Regions from separate parts of the Hordeum vulgare genome. Here region 1 is linked to region 2. The links are chromatin contacts, called in public Hi-C maps. All regions are on one chromosome and are shown on one strand. Each heading gives the region's core, a stretch centred on a gene start, on an enhancer-like site or on the middle of the called end of the contact. The rest is flanking DNA. Distances are from core to core; before and after follow the strand shown.

What was found. A called contact is a pair of places that touch in the nucleus more often than the background predicts.
Region 1: a Hi-C map of seedling shows a contact between it and region 2, with 4 times the contacts expected there. The contact joins the promoter of LOC123446287 here to the promoter of LOC123446270 in region 2. A contact is called at or near these places in 1 of 6 Hi-C or Micro-C datasets (seedling) and 1 of 1 datasets of contacts at active chromatin or transcription factors (embryo).

Annotation. Positions count from the first base shown.
Region 1 is chr1H:470,998,075-471,001,750 of MorexV3_pseudomolecules_assembly, reverse strand. LOC123446287 (histone deacetylase 8) reads right to left here and starts at 2,336. Exons shown (of 3, transcript XM_045122965.1): 1 at 1,935-2,336; 2 at 1,079-1,659; 3 at 1-463. The coding sequence starts at 2,220. The coding sequence ends at 161.
Region 2 is chr1H:470,832,248-470,835,649 of MorexV3_pseudomolecules_assembly, reverse strand. LOC123446270 (serine/threonine-protein kinase Nek4-like) reads left to right here and starts at 2,152. Exons shown (of 15, transcript XM_045122947.1): 1 at 2,152-2,403; 2 at 2,754-3,003; 3 at 3,110-3,176; 4 at 3,262-3,327. The coding sequence starts at 2,906.

The sequences.
Region 1 (3,676 bases), core at 1,087-3,586, 170 kb before region 2:
ATCTGGCAAAGGAGCTGGGAATTAGGGGTTCAGGGGAGGTGTACCAATTCTGAAGTTGCTCCAATAAACATATGTACCCTTTGCGGTCAACAGAAGGCGATGAATGTCGAGCATGGCACGATTCAGAATCGCCGCCATGTAGAAGAGACGAATGCGTTTTCTAAATGTCCCTCAAGAAGGGAATGGATTCTTTCCAGTATTTCTTCATGACGTCAACAACTTGCATGGCGTATTTCTCATCCTCCGGATAATATGCCAACGGGTCGTCCAGCAACGGGGCTTCAAGATTCAGAACACCTTCTAACGTCGCGTGCAGGCAGTATGCTGAATAACTGATGTGGTAACCCCCTTCCTGGACAATCAATATTTGCCCATCGCTATGTCGGTTAGCCATGCTCCTCATTATCTGTCCAATTTTCCTATAACCATCCATGGTCAAGCACTGTCTTCCATTCGGATCAAACTGCATGGACAAAACTCACAATTAGTTCGTCCAACAAAGTCATATAGTTTAAGACTGTTAAACACATAACATGCAACATCACCTCGATCTTCAAGGTACAATTGCTACTATTTAATTTAATTTTTATATAGTATTTCACACATAACATGCTAAATATTATCTTATGTTTAGTACTCCTACATAACTTCCGCTCCACAATATAGGTAGCGATAAGGAAACTAGATAATAAACATACATCAGGTAAATGTGAATCTATTGTCACCCTTGGTATGAAGTTTATGTATTCCCACAGTCACTATATTATACAAGATGAAGTAGGGGAACTGAGCCTAGCTCCCACCAATGTTCGAGTTCTCCTATGCTCGAATTTGGGTGCCTATCTCTTGTATCAACAGAAGACCACTTAGTTCCTAATAGGAAATCTAGCTGTTTTCCTCAAAACAAGGAATGTTTACCTACTTGTTTTTTACATGGCAATATATTAGTACTATTGCTCGAGCATGACTGCATGTTCTCGGAAAAAAAATTAGAATATGCAACTGCACATGATTTAGCAAGATTGATAAATAGAACATGTGGTGAACTAAGGAGAACAAGTAGGCAAACTCAACTCACCATGCTAGAATCTTGACCAATGACAAAAACCAAAAGCTGAGGTTGAAACTTGTCAATCGCCGGGACGACCAATTCATTCATTGCATATTCATACCCTAGATCCCCACTACCATTAGGCAAAGGTATATTGAGATTGTACCCAAGCCCCCTGCCTTCCCCAATCTCATCAGACGAGCCACTCTGCGGATGCGATGGACCCCAAGAGCCATGGTTCATGTGAAGAGAGATTGTCAACACGTTGTCCATGCGATAGAATCCCTCTGCAGCGCCATTCCCATAGTGCACATCAATATCAACAATGGCTACCTTTGCGCGGCCAGAATGCAGAGCCAGATGCACAGCAAGCCCGGCATTGTTCAGAAAGCAGTAACCATCGGCATGGTCCGGTTGTGCATGATGGCCGGGGGGACGGACCAATGCATAGGCTATCTTCCCATGCCCATCTAGTATGTGCCTCATAGCTGATAAGGTTGTTCCAGCAGCCAGAAGCGCAGCACCCCATGAGCCGGGGTTCAAGAAAGTTCCCTCACACAACTTCTTGCCTCCACTGGCGTTCGCCTGAACGAGCTCGTCAATGTATTCTGAAGAACACAAAAGGATTAGGCGAATGTTCAGAATACAGGAAGTTCGCTGTAATTTTACAAGAACTGATTTATTTCCCAAATGAACATGAACATGAACATGGTTTCTACTACTAACAAATTACAAATTGCAGTTTTTTGTCGGCGCAGACGCCATATACATGTGCTACACTGCAAGTCGAGGTGATTAAAATAAGGTAAAAAATGATTGGCAGGTTGGTGAGAGCTTTGGTACTCGAGGTTAGTTGACTTTGCGAGCAGATTTGGGGGCAGACCTGGGGAGTGGAAGGAGAGGAGCTCGCTGGCGTGGGCGGGGACGCCGGAGTGCCAGGAGAGGAAGGGCGCGATGGGCCCGCGGCGGAGGATGGAGACCATGTTGCGGACGCGGTCGGCGTTCTCCGGGTGGTGGTCGAGCACGTCGAGGAAGCCCGGGTCGCGGCCCGAGTCGAACAGGCCGCGGCCGGCGTCGTGGGCCAGCATGCCCTCGTGCCAGAACACCGCCAGATTCTCCGCCGCCGGAGGCGCCCCCTCCGCCGCCACCGAGGAGGAAGAGGAGTCCATCGTCGCCGGCCGCCGGAGTTCTCTGTGGTGGTTCGTGATGTCTAAACGTCTGTTGACTGAAGCTGGACTCTGAGTGCGAGCAGAGAGAGAGAGAGAGACGGGGACGCAATTTGCCTATTGCGTGCGCGTGGAGGCCTTGTAGGCCTAAAATGTACTGGGCTTCAAATGTGTAAACTTTGCAGTTGTTCGTGGGCTTCTGCCACCGAACAAGTGAATTAAATGTTGTCACCGAACGCTCAATTTGCTCCAATTTCTTGTAAATGCTAGTACAATCCATTCACTAAATTTGTTCAACACGCTCAGTTTTGTACAAACATGCTGAATGCACGCAATTGTCTCCAAAAAAATCTGAATGCACACAAAGTGACGGTGTGCGGTATGCCGAGTCATTGTTTTTTTTTTTCAAATTCTAATTAGTGCAGTTGTGCCAGATTGTGGACTCGGACGCACACGTCTCCGCACCGTTCGATTAAAATCGAACCGTCTTGGCGTAGCGGCGCACGGTTGGCCAGGGTCGTCGGTGGCCGCGTCAGGTGTCCCCTGGTCGGGTCCCTCCACCGTCATACATTCTCCCATTTCGAATCCTCCTCCATCCCTCTCCCCTTCCCCTTCCTCCCCTTCCTTTCCTTCCACCGGCAAAATCCTGAGCCCCTCTATCAACCAAATCCAAATCCCCCAAACCAGGAGAGAGGCGGTGGCGAGGCGGCGGTGTGGCGGCGATTCGTGGCCCTTTGTGCTGCCGGATGTGCATCTGGAGGCGACCAACTGTCGTGCGGTGACGGAGGAGAAGAGGAGCGCCGCAGCAACAACCGCACCAGCAACAACAGTATCGCGGGAGAGGAGGAACTGGCCGCACGTACGCCATCCCTGACTTCCATTGCGGCGACGAGGGGAGGTGCTACCACCCTAGCAAACACCACCGTGTCGTTGCTGTGGAAGTAGGAGTCGGCGGCGGAACATCAGCAGTCCCTAGACACGGCAGAGAAGAACAACAACCGAGGACTTCGCCGGAGAGTACATTCGCTGCAAGCTCCCCTTGATGAGTTTATCCACTCTGTTTCAGATCTGTTCTGTTCTCTGTTTTTGGCACATGTACTGTTATCCTTGGGGTCCTTCTAGTGCATGTGTACTGCTATACTAGGTGGTTCTTCTAGTGCATGTATGGACGACTTGAGTTAGGGTTTGAATGCCTTGAATGCATGCCAGCTCCTGCGAGGGTTCATGATTGCTGAGTCCTAGATCATGCAACATTGGCTATGATTTGCTGAGTTAGGGTTGTTGGTTTGCTGAGTAGGTTGTGGGTTGTGGGGTGTGTGATTTGCTGAGTTAGGGTTGTTGGATTTGTAGATCACACAAGTCCATTTTTGTTGCTCCATTTTTGTGTTTGAGTTGCCCAACAACAGCACATGAGATTTTGTATCTCGGGCAGGGTTTGGGACTCTTCTACATGAAAAGG
Region 2 (3,402 bases), core at 903-3,402:
AAGACAGATGATGAGTTTAGAACTTCATATATTAATTATATTTATTGGATGGTTGCATGAATATAATATAGGCAAAGATGCAACAGAACCATATCGCCAAATCTGCGTATACCGATCTGTCATGCACGCTACTGCAGCAGGCTGTCAACCAAGTTGATGGGGGTAAAGAAATAAACATTATTATTTTCTAAGATCACAATCAAGAAAGGGGTCAGAAATTCAAATAGACAAAAATGTGGCGCGAGAACTGACGACCGCCCCCATAATTCTAGATGTAACAACTTCTCAGTTCACACAACGAAAATAGGGTGAGATCCTCGTCGATAAGTGGTTACGAACTAGCAATGATTTGTTTCCAGAAGAAAGAAAAAAATAGTGGTCCCACCGAGGGAGTAGCATAATGCTCGTAAATTCACAAAAATCAAATCAAATGAGCTAAAGAGCGTTTTTGACATTACACTATGAAGTAAATGCAAGTAGAGGAAGATAGAATGCAAAGTGCATCACTGGGTGAACAAATAAAACAAGTTACTGTAAGAAATATCAACATCTCAAGTTGCTGTTACCATTTTTCATTTGTTAAGCGCCAAGTTAGCCCTCAAATGATGTGATCACTTAACCACTACATTATGTGTGAAATACTATTATAAAAACCAACACCAAGATATAATTTTAGAACACCTTCATGTAAAATATAAGTTCAAGGATGCATTCTTAGAGCATCTATAACCATAAATAACTAATTCCATCCCTCAAATGTTCATGAACGCGTTCGACCGATCACCTCCTAAAATTTCAGTTACACACAACCGGTACCTTACTTTGCAAAGCTAAATCTATATGACCACATCCACTATAAACTAAGTCTATGATCATCCACGGCTGCTACATCAACATGTCATCTATGAAAAAATGTCATGTTCTACATACATGGTAAGTTATGGACGAAGATCATCCACGATATCCTTCCCCTTTCCGTTGCCCTTGGCGTCTTTTTCACGGAAGTAGCGCTCGAACACACAAAATGGATCAAGCCAGATTTGCTCATTGTCAAAGTTGTTCGACCCGTCGTTGTCCTCCTTTTCCTCTATGAGGGGTAGTTCGGCCATGACACATACCGCCCAACTTTGCTTTCACGGGAGGGTGCTCGTGTTCGTTCTGTGCTGCTTCTGGAGGACGCGAGCACAGACGACTTCCTCGTCCAAGACAACACGGGATGCCGCATCCGCCACCTCCGCCTCGCCATGTTAGCAGCGATGCATGTCTCGGCCTCCCGCACCCTCTACTTCACACGACGATCACTCCAGTCTCTCTAACACTTATACTCCTCCACAACAAAGATGGGGTGGCAGATGGACCTCGAGTCTTCAGCTCCGGCTGATTCGAGCTCCAATTGCATTGGCGCAATTGATTCATGCCGGATCAAATTCGACCTTGGTCGGGTGCACCCCTCCTAGGAATGGAGGACGACCATGCAGATGATCATAACCACCCCATCCACGTATGGGACGATGCCCTGGTCGACGGACCGGGAGTGGTCAAAGTCAGATCTGCCGTAGTTCATGCCGGAGAAGTTCAAAGATCGTCGAAAGGGAGCTTGGGGTTGGAGTGTAGTGAAATTCATAGAGTTTGGTCTAGAATGCGGACGAAGTGGAATATATATGGGGTCGGGGCGACCTAGCGTGGGATGGATCCGACGTGGCGGACGTGATTTTCCATTTTCGCTTTAGATTTGGGTTAGATATAATGGATGCGGGTCAATCCGAACGTACACGATCAAGTTTGAGGCATCGAAATTTTGTGACCGGGTCGTCCGTAAAGGAGGGTTTGGGAAGCTCAGGTGTACGTAGATGCTCTTATCCAATGCAGTTTTTTCTCTCACCGGTCACCATAATACTATATCTTATCTGCATTTTGTTTTACCATCCTTTTGGTTATATTGACCGGGGTCCATTTGATGGTTTTCCGTTATTTATGAATTCATACCATTTTTTCTTCATCCCCAACACAAAAGGTCTTGTCAGGACAGTACTTAGTGGAAGATACACTTGCAAGCTGCAACATCCCTTTTGAGCCACTAGGCATCTCCCCCGCTTAATTTAATTCCCCTGATTAGCTTTTTAACCCCAACCCCGTCGGGCCATCGCCACCACCGGCTGTTGCGGTGATGCCGCGTATATAAGCCACCGGGCGAACTCCTCCGCCATCAAGGAACGCCGTTACGCCGCATCAAAGCCTCCACCAAAAAATTCCACGGCCCGAAGCGACGAGTCTGCGAGTGTGCCCCCTCCCGAAGCCGCAGCGCACGAGCTCCAGCCAGCGAGGCCGAGGCGGGAGATCTCCTCCACTGCCGCCCGCCGAGGCCTCCCGGAGAGAGGCGCCGCCGCCCGCCGGCCAATGCAGGTAAGCACCCCCCCTGCCTCGGCCGGCCCCGTCGCGCGCGGTTGGTGGAAGCGCCGTTCCGCGTGATCCGCAAGTTTGCTGCCACTGTTCTGGATAGCCGACGCCCCCCCCCCCCCTCTCTCTCTCTCTCTCCCTCTCTCCGCCGTGCGCATGCGCAAGTAGTTCATCGGTCGCCGTCTGGTGCTAATCTCTCCCCCTTTGTTGTTCAAATAGTGGTTCTCCTAGTCTCCTTTCTAAGAAAAGGCAGCGAGTACTTGCACTTCAGGATGCCGCGGGATTTGATTGGGCGGGCACGTGACGCTTTGGTTAAAGTTGTTTGGCTTATGCACTTGTCTCGCTGCCTTTCGCAGGACCTGGCCCTGGCCCTGGCGAGGATAGGATGTGCAGGCGTTTGAGCTGCGGCATGGGCAGGGCAGGAGGAGGAATCTGATCGATCCCTCACTGCAGGCGGCCTGCTGCCGGGACGCTGTGGCTGTCTCCCGTTACGGAGCGGGGACGCGTGATGGAGTCTCGGATGGACCAGTACGAGATCATGGAGCAGATTGGGCGCGGTGCCTTCGGCGCCGCCATCCTTGTGAATCACAAGATCGAGAAGAAGAAGTAGGATACACTTTCTTTTTACTATTTCCCACTTCGAAAGTTCGAAGCATAGATTCTGTCTTCGTCCATCGAATGCAGGTGACAGCAACAGCGTGTTTGGTTGCAGGTATGTGCTGAAGAAAATCCGTCTTGCCAGGCAGACGGAGCGCTGCCGCAAGTCTGCTCATCAAGAGGTTTGTCAAGTCCTCGGTCTTTGTTTCTTGATCCGTTGGTGCTATTCTGGGAAGCTGATTAAGTTAAGTGGGAAGTAAATTGCAGATGGCTCTGATCGCTCGGCTACAGCATCCTTACATTGTTGAATTCAAAGAGGCCTGGGTTGAGAAGGTCTGTCTTTTTTTTGCTTTTCTTTACTTCGTTTTGCTTTCCTAGCTGGGTTTGAAATTTCAGTTGAATTTACTT